2 separate regions of the Oryza sativa genome follow, and region 1 is linked to region 2. A link is a contact called in public HiCAR-type data. All regions are on one chromosome and are shown on one strand. The core of a region is the stretch at or near the end of the contact, and the rest is flanking DNA. Distances in the headings are between cores, read along the strand shown.

Evidence for each region. HiCAR-type assays count read pairs that join an accessible place to other places.
Region 1: a HiCAR-type map of leaf shows a contact between it and region 2, with 2.5 times the contacts expected there. The contact joins the promoter of LOC4326840 here to the promoter of LOC4326980 in region 2. A contact is called at or near these places in 2 of 15 Hi-C or Micro-C datasets (leaf and seedling) and 1 of 4 datasets of contacts at active chromatin or transcription factors (leaf).

Annotation. Positions count from the first base shown.
Region 1 is chr1:12,961,358-12,965,771 of ASM3414082v1, reverse strand. It overlaps LOC4326840 (serine carboxypeptidase-like 26), which reads left to right and starts at 2,963. Exons shown (of 10, transcript XM_015766669.3): 1 at 2,963-3,390; 2 at 3,649-3,756; 3 at 3,888-3,983; 4 at 4,080-4,172. The coding sequence starts at 2,982. It overlaps LOC4326841 (acidic leucine-rich nuclear phosphoprotein 32-related protein), which reads left to right. Exons shown (of 2, transcript XM_015766089.3): 2 at 112-720. The coding sequence ends at 366.
Region 2 is chr1:12,699,568-12,703,855 of ASM3414082v1, reverse strand. LOC4326980 (dihydrolipoyl dehydrogenase 1, mitochondrial) reads left to right here and starts at 1,998. Exons shown (of 2, transcript XM_015755531.3): 1 at 1,998-2,328; 2 at 3,886-4,288. The coding sequence starts at 2,068.

The sequences.
Region 1 (4,414 bases), core at 1,714-4,213, 260 kb before region 2:
TTAGAGTTTGCCTTGAAGGCAATTTAAGCTTAAAGATTCACCATGCATCTTAATATCCGAATATCGTTCACCTCAATCAGTCATGACACGCTTTTGATGAAATTTCTGCAGGAGCTAGGAACTGAGTATCTGGTCAAGCCACTTGGTGATGCAGAGGACGAGGAGCATTCCAGTGACTTCGAGCCAGATGAAAACGGTGAGGGTGCCGAGGATGAAGAGATTGATGAGGACGATGATGGCGATGATGATTCCGCGAAGGCGCAATCCTCGTCGAAGAGGAAGAGGTCGGGTGGCGACGATGAAGATGACGACGATGATGATGACGATGGTGATGATGATGATGATGGTAGACCCTCAAAGCGATAGTTGAGCAGCTCATCTGGGGTCAGTTGTGTCCTCTGCAGGGTGCTAGAAAGAAAATAATCCTCTTGGGGAGAAGATTGTTGGTAAATGCTTGTAGCTTTAGGACATCTGTGGTTTAGGTTTAGCAGCTCAAAAACTTGAGAGACAGTCCATCATGTTAGTCGTTAGTGCATACTGCTGATGTGTTTGATTAACAGCCTCTTTGAGAACATCATCTGTATGAGGAAAGATATGAGAGGCTTGCTTTATGCTTTGTGTAGCTTCTAATTCAGGTCTCTGGAATTTCTTGGTGCTTCGTACTGAATCCTGCCTGCCACCATGATGTTTCTCTTTACCAAATTTTTTTTTGTCTTACTATTTCTACTGGTCGAGATGTGGCAGTCCCATCCTGATGCTATCTTTATGGAATATAATTACTAGAGTTTCTAGTAACTCTTTTGCAGGTACTGTAGTACTCCTGTTTAAGGTGAAATGTTGTGGCTGTGATTGACCCTAATCTTGTTTTCTTGTCGTATTTAGATATGTGACCAATCTCAGCTTCATCTATCAATTCAAAAGATCTCGATTGAGCCAGATTGCCAGTAAACTGAACCTCGAGAGCTCAAAATCATACAAATTTGCCACAAGTTGCATTGATCAGTTTGACATCTAATTTGTCTCAACCGTCGTCATTATTTCCCGGGGCCAACGAAAATGACGTTTGAACATTACAATCTTTCTCTTCATAACAATGATGTGCAGCCATTTGCGTCTGCAATTTTCGATAATCTCTCTTCATAACAAGGTACAGTTTTTTTTAAAAAAAACAAGCTTGGTTTGTACAAATTGCATAGCCATTTGCATGCTTTTTTTTTTTGAAAGAAGTTTGGTTTGTACAAATTTTATTTTGTCGTTGGCTGTGTGGCTGTGGCGGTGCCCAGCCAACTCAACAGAAACGGCATCAAGTGTTGCGAACAAGACAATCACTGCTGAGCATTGTGAAGGGCATTATTTTTGCTCCAATTTGTGCAATCGATGTCATTTCGCGACAATAGCAATCATGTGAAAAGCGACCAGAATCCAGGATCCTTCTTGGTGGCATGTAAAGTAGTAGCATAAACTGGTAAGATTTTGCCTACAATTTGCCGAGATAGCCGGCTGGATTTTAGCCTTCTCCTGTCCTGGCCCATGATCTAGCCAATTTGCAGATTGCTCCTACTGGTCTCAAAGCAAATAGGTGCTACATTTCCCTTTTGGCAAACCAGCCTATAATAAATATTATGATTTCTGAATAGATTTTTTTTAACAAAAGGCAAGAGTTCTGCCTTAGTTTACCTCCGTCCCATAATAATTGCATTTCTAAAAAATAGAGATAGATTGATAACAAACATAATTTACCACAGTAATCCTATTTAATAACTGCACTGCATGCGCATATTCCATACCTATACTTATATAAGGAAGGTTGAGGCACACATTTCATTTGTAAACTTAATTAAAAGGAAGGTTGAGGGTACACATTCCATTTGTTGGGTCCCATCTTATCACAAATATAATTTTTCGGGAAAAAAATAGAATGGTAGAAATGCAATTATTATGGGATGGAGGTATTATTCAGATAGGAGAGGGAAACAATTCTAAATGAAATTTAGTTTGGCAACGAATTGAAGCGTAGGGAGTGGGGATGGAGTGCCAAGAAGAGATGACATGTGTGGAGAACAAGCTAGAGAATTGGTGCGGGTGTATCCCAATAAGTGAGCCAATCCGTGAACTCACTTATATCGCTTGTAGAAATGATTTTGCATGCTAGCCCACCTACAACCCTATTGGCGTGCCTCATTGGCAATGGTGACGAGGGATCGTGGCATTCAGGGGCGGAAGTAGTGGCGACCAAATGGGGATTGATTCAGTTAGAGGGGATGAAAAAGTCGATGAAGATGACAAAGGAATTTCAACATGATGACCTTAAATTCGACTAATATGAAAAGAAACACTCAAATCTTTTTTAGACAATACTTAATATTGGCTTGTGATTCATACTAAAGATTTGAGAGACCGACAAAATGGAACACATGTTGCTCATGACTGAACTTAATTATAGTCTCACGAAGGAAAATGTCAAAAAGGATTATTATCATGTGAGGTTAGTTGGTGGCATATTGGCAAAAGTCTGTTAAAATTCAAACTTGAAGATTCTTTGTTCTCAGAAAATCAATAAATATAAATGGGCTATGTTAGAACTTAATTGCATTTCAGTGAATCCGTGAATGATAAATACATGCTTAAATAGTGTTCGAACTGCTTTAGCTATGTATTTGTCTTTTTTTTAATCATGCAACTGAGTTAATATCAAAATATTGAAAAGATATATACCATATTCTCCAACGCAAGTGCTAAACCTTTTTCTTTTGAGAATTTTTATAAACTTATCTTCTCTGTGGACACTGGAAAGTGCAAATTTACAGTGGGGTAAACATTTTTTTAACTGCACTATCAGCTGATCGGTCAAGGACTTTTTACAAGCACAATACTGATTTTCTTTTTTGAAGGGAACAATACTGATTTTCTTACTTGCACATAAGAAAAGTATCTCAATTGCCACACATACCAGCAAATGACAACTTGCTATATATGTTCAAATGCTGCAATATCTCTTCCCCCCTCCAAACACTGAGCTGGTAGTGGACACAGAGAGTTCTGCACTCTCTTTCACTGAGGAGAGCAGAACAGAACAAGAGGAGGAGAACAAAAAAAAAAAAGAGAAAAATCCTATGGCCTCTTGTGCATCACCAAGGCTCAAATCCCTGTGCCACCATCCACTCTTCATCATCTTGCTTGCTCTCTCATTGCTGCAGACAATCACAGCAGAGGATGAGCAGGAGGCTGATAGGGTTGCCTTCCTCCCTGGGCAGCCAAGGAGCCCACAGATGTCTCAGTTCTCAGGCTACATCACTGTGAACAGCCAGAATGGCAGGGCACTCTTCTACTGGTTCTTTGAGGCTCAGGCACTGCCTTCCAAGAAGCCTCTCCTGCTCTGGCTTAATGGAGGTTGTTGTCATTTGTGCATTGAGCATATGCATTTCTTTGCTTGATGGATTGTTCATTCATATTGATCAGTAGCAAGCAAACAAGTATTAGTTGTACTTTGATTTGTCTGCAGCTATATATGTTTATTCACCTGATGTGTGATGGTTTAGTTCGTCCTTTCTAAGTAGTCATAGAATATTTACCCTGTCATTTTTGTATGTGTGTTTCTTTCACTGTTTCTTGTTTTGTATCGCCATTCAACTGAATTTCCATATTCAGGTCCTGGTTGCTCATCTGTGGGCTATGGAGCAGCTTCTGAATTGGGTCCTCTCATGGTCAATGGAAATGGAACAGGTTTGGAATTCAACAAGTTTGCATGGAATAACGGTACGATATTATTGTTCATCTTTTACCGCTCGTATCATGTTGCACTCCGAAGTCACGTCATGTGTAAAGTTGCTACCGGTCAATGTGGGACTAACAGAATTAATCTGCAATTGTTCCTCTCCATGTTTCAGAGGCCAATTTGTTGTTCTTGGAATCTCCTGTTGGAGTCGGCTTCTCCTACACAAATACCTCGTCTGACCTAGAGAGCATCGATGACCGTTTTGTCGGTATTTATCTAGTCTCAGGATCTTCAACTTACCTCCCTTAAAGTCTGAAAAATTTGTGTTATTGTGCTCATTAACTGTATTTTTCGAGCGGCGCAGCTGAGGACACCTACAATTTCTTGGTGAATTGGTTCAAGAGGTTTCCTCAGTACAAAAACCATGACTTCTACATCTCTGGAGAGAGCTATGCAGGTATTGTGCAGACAGCTCCCTTTCTTCCAACAAAAATATAGAAAAGTTGAATAAGCCCACAAGAAAAAGAAAAAGATACCGGATTTTCACCTTTTGTTAATTAATGAGTAGTGTAAGCATGCAAAACAGGAATAAATCCACCATCTTTCCACTCCTCAATATTCTCTAGTCAAAAGGTTTAGCCTAGAATACATGTAGTCATCCAGATCCTATTCCCTGAAGTCTTCAGTCCACACCAATAC
Region 2 (4,288 bases), core at 749-3,248:
CCCATAGAGGAGATTTGTTTGGAAGGTGCGCTGGTACTAGGCAGATCCATCCACGATGAGGGTGTGCACGTAGGCACCGTCGTTGAGATGCTCGTCGCCGCCAGCCACAACGGCAAGGTTGATCCGGCCAATCTCTCCAACTGATGACCTCAGACTACTCCAAATGAACGAGAAAAAACGACGATAGTTGCAATGTGAACAAGCTAGGATTGCACGACAAAAATGGTACTACTCCAATCGAACTGATACGTTCCCTCGGATCTTCGTACACGATCCACAACTCCTGGATGTCAATGTAGTACAACCACATGATCTTCCCACCTACTACTACTAGATTTATTTTTTATAGAACGGGGGAAGTATGCTGAACACAGCAGCATCCCACCACAGCCACCACTCTCTCCTGTATTCTCCCTCTTCCAATTGATTTCATGTATTCTCTCTAATTCTCTCTCTCCTGAATATCAATTAATTTGATTAGTTACAAGCAAATACCCATATCTGAAATTAAGGGGGCTTATTGTGATCTATAAGTGGGTTTTGCAGGTTAGCCACTTACACCCCTATCTGAAATATATTTTTTCCTGATAAATTGAAATATGTTCTCAGTTATATGATTATAGTTGACTTTTTGTCTAAATTGTATATTTGTCAACATAAACGTTTTACTATCTCATCTCATGGCAACGACTAATCAAAGAGGCTCACCTGGCCATCTCTGAATAACGAAACATAAAGTTGTTGGAATACCAACAACAATGCATATAGCAATTAAGCTCTTAATCTTCTACTAAAGCTATTTTATCTCAGCATTCGATCCTTTGTATACTCTTTCATTCACTGGGAATGCTATTCCTGATTCATCGATATGCTCATTTAGCGGACCGGCAGCGCTTGGCAGTCTTGCCATGCATCCAGTTGATGTATCTGCACATATGAGTCAGTAACATATGAGTTTTTTTTTATCGCTGACAGGGTAAATATTATCTGCACATATGAGTCAGTAACATATGAGTTTTTTTTATCGCTGACAGGGTGAATATTATCTGCACATATGAGTCAGTAATATATGAGTTTTTTTTATCGCTGACAGGGTAAATACATATACGTGTTACATATGTGAGTCATGGCCCATCACAGATGAGGGGTTATGTTATTATGTGTTGGTCTTATTTTGTGGACTAATGTAAACTTAAATTGAAATTGGGTTTGTTGGATCTTCAGCATAGCAAAGTTATGAACCGAAGCCCAAGAAAAATGGCTGATGGAATGTGACAGAATGAGAAAGCAATTGTTGTCTTGGATGGTTGTGAGAGTAGAGATCACAAATTGATTTGTGAGGGCAGCCTCTCTCCAGGGTCTCAGTGGTTCTACATGGACCAACATCATATCCTCTACTGGATTAGGTATGAACTGTGAACCAGCAACTTCACTCTCCTCTCTCTCTCTCAACTGCACAAATAGTCTATGCACTTTACATTTGCAAGGTTCCACATAAGAAAAGTGCAGGATCCCAATAATGTAAATCTAGAAATTTGGTTTACATGGAAAGAAGAGAGAGAGAGAGAGATTGAACATTAACAATCACACACCAATAATTTATCTGCATTTTTAAGTAAAAAATCATAACAAAAGCGCTAACGTTTTCTCCTCAACAGGCCAAAATGTTCTAATGTTTCGCTGATTAAAATAAAGTGAAACCACCAAACTTTTCAAATGACGATTTAGCTAAGCAAAAGTCACCAATTATCAGAGAGATCATAGGAGGGTTTTTTTTTTAAGATGTGGAGTAGTTGGAATAAATTACTACAACATCTTATTTTATTTTATTTTTGGTTGGTGAGCGAGCGAGCCCATCCCTTCCCTTCTGCATCGTACGGCCAGGATCTCTCGACAGGAAAAACCCTATCTGCTCGGGCCCCACCCGGCAGCCGCTTCCCATTTCGCTTCCCCTTCCACCTTCTCCTCCTCCTCTCTCTCCTCTTCTCCTCTTTCTTGGAGCAAAAGAAGAAAAAAAAATAAATCCAATAACACCACAAGGAGCCCGAAGCGAGGAGAGAGAGAGAGATGGCGCTCGCAATCCTGGCGAGGAGGCGGGCGGCGGAGGCGCTGCTGCGGCGGCCGCTGGGGGCGGCGGGGGTGTCGGCGCTGAGGGCGTCGTACGCGGCGGTGGCGGGGGAGGAGAGCGACGTGGTGGTGGTGGGCGGCGGGCCGGGAGGGTACGTGGCGGCGATCAAGGCGGCGCAGCTGGGGCTCAAGACCACCTGCATCGAGAAGAGGGGCACCCTCGGCGGGACATGCCTCAACGTCGGCTGCATCCCCTCCAAGGTGACCACGACGATGCTCTCCCCCTCGTCCCTCCCCCTCTTTTTCGATCTCCTCTCTACTGTCTTGCGGGTTCGGTTGAGGTGGATGCGATTTTAGATCTACGTTTTCCAACCTTATTATTTCGGGTTGATTGATGGTATCTGCTGGTAGGGCGAGTTGTTGCGATGCGCGTTGAATTGAAATTCTGGTCGTGCGGAGGATACGCGTAATTTCGAGGAGCATTTTGCGCTGTGTGGTTAGATTTGAGTTCCCTTGTTAATATTTTGGCATGAATGGTCTGCATATGTGTGACATCTGATGTAATTTGGTGTTTCAAATTTACTGTCAAGCATTTGAATTATAGAGGAGTAATGCCTTTTGTGCAATATGCTGCATAATTGTAGTCTTTTGGATTCTTAATCTTGTACCCGTCCATTTGAAAATTCCTGGAAGACACCTTTCCTAGAGTGTTGTTAAAATTCTGCCAACTCGATGGTTGGGTGGTTGCCATCCATCTAATAAACAAAATAATCCTAAATTGATGGCACAGCATCGTCCTAATCTGATAAACAAAATAATCTTAAATTGGTTAACTGGTGTAAACCAATAGGATTAACACAACTGATGTGTTATGGCTCAACAGATCGTTACTAATCAACAGGTGCTGCATATTTCGTTTTCATATGGTGGCACGAGTCCTTACTGTATTTGAACTTTTCTTCTTGGCATCATTTTGGACTTTGTTTGATGCCGTGGGCTATTTTGAACTGCAGTTTGGTTGCCCCGAGGTGTCATTATCATGATACTTTGTACCGTAGTTATATTGCATCCAGTTAACAGTTAGTTTCTTAATTGTCCTTTTTCTTGAGACTTGTTTCTTTACTGTTTTATGCTATGCGTGAGACTATCCCTTGCACACATATTATGCTATACGTAACTAACTTTTGAGCTTTTAACAGTTCTGCGCCTTTGACCTTTTCTACCATGTCTATGAGAGTTTGCACTTGGTTAAATTCCTATTCACTTAGATAACTATTATTTGTTTGTTTGCAATGAATCCAAGTGGATCTAAGTTCACCTGTATTACATTGCAGTATAGTGTTATCAGATAAGTTCTTTTGGCACCAGAATACTGTTCCTGTGCTAAAAGTTGTTGATCTCTCACTTTCTGTGTGATCAGGAACTAAGCAAACTTATCCCATCCTCCATATAGTTCCATTATTTGGTTTGGGCTCTTTCAATGCTTTTCTTTGGTTCATTATGAAAGTAGATGCTTGTTTTATTTTTATACATACGTGCTGAGCATCTTCATGTGGGACTAAACATCTTGCTTCTTATAGCTCGATATAAGAGTTATGCTGTCCTTGGAGTCTTGGACCATTCTCCATGTAGAGGAATATTTTCTTTTCTGGATATAAGATGAACACTTCTATCAAAGATCTAAACTAATCACTATAGTTATTTTATATGCTTTACTGCAGATACATAAGTACATAACTATTCGCATTGGTGACCTGTCTCGATAGATGTGCTTTTTTGGGAACACTTCTAACTTACACCCATGCTTCTAATCTCCAGGCTCTGTTGCACTCATCTCATATGTACCATGAAGCAAAAAGTTCCTTTGCACACCATGGAGTGAAATTTTCCAATCTGGAGGTAGACCTCCCAGCTATGATGGCACAGAAAGACAAGGCTGTGGCAGGCCTGACTAAGGGGATTGAAGGTCTCTTCAAGAAGAACAAAGTGACGTATGTCAAAGGCTTTGGGAAACTTGCTTCGCCCTCAGAGGTGTCTGTTGATCTGAGCGATGGTGGCAGCACAGTTGTCAAAGGGAAAAACATAATCATTGCTACAGGGTCTGATGTAAAATCACTCCCTGGAGTCACAATTGATGAGAAGAAAATCGTCTCATCTACTGGGGCCTTGTGCTTGTCAGAGATTCCAAAGAAATTGGTGGTTATTGGAGCAGGTTACATTG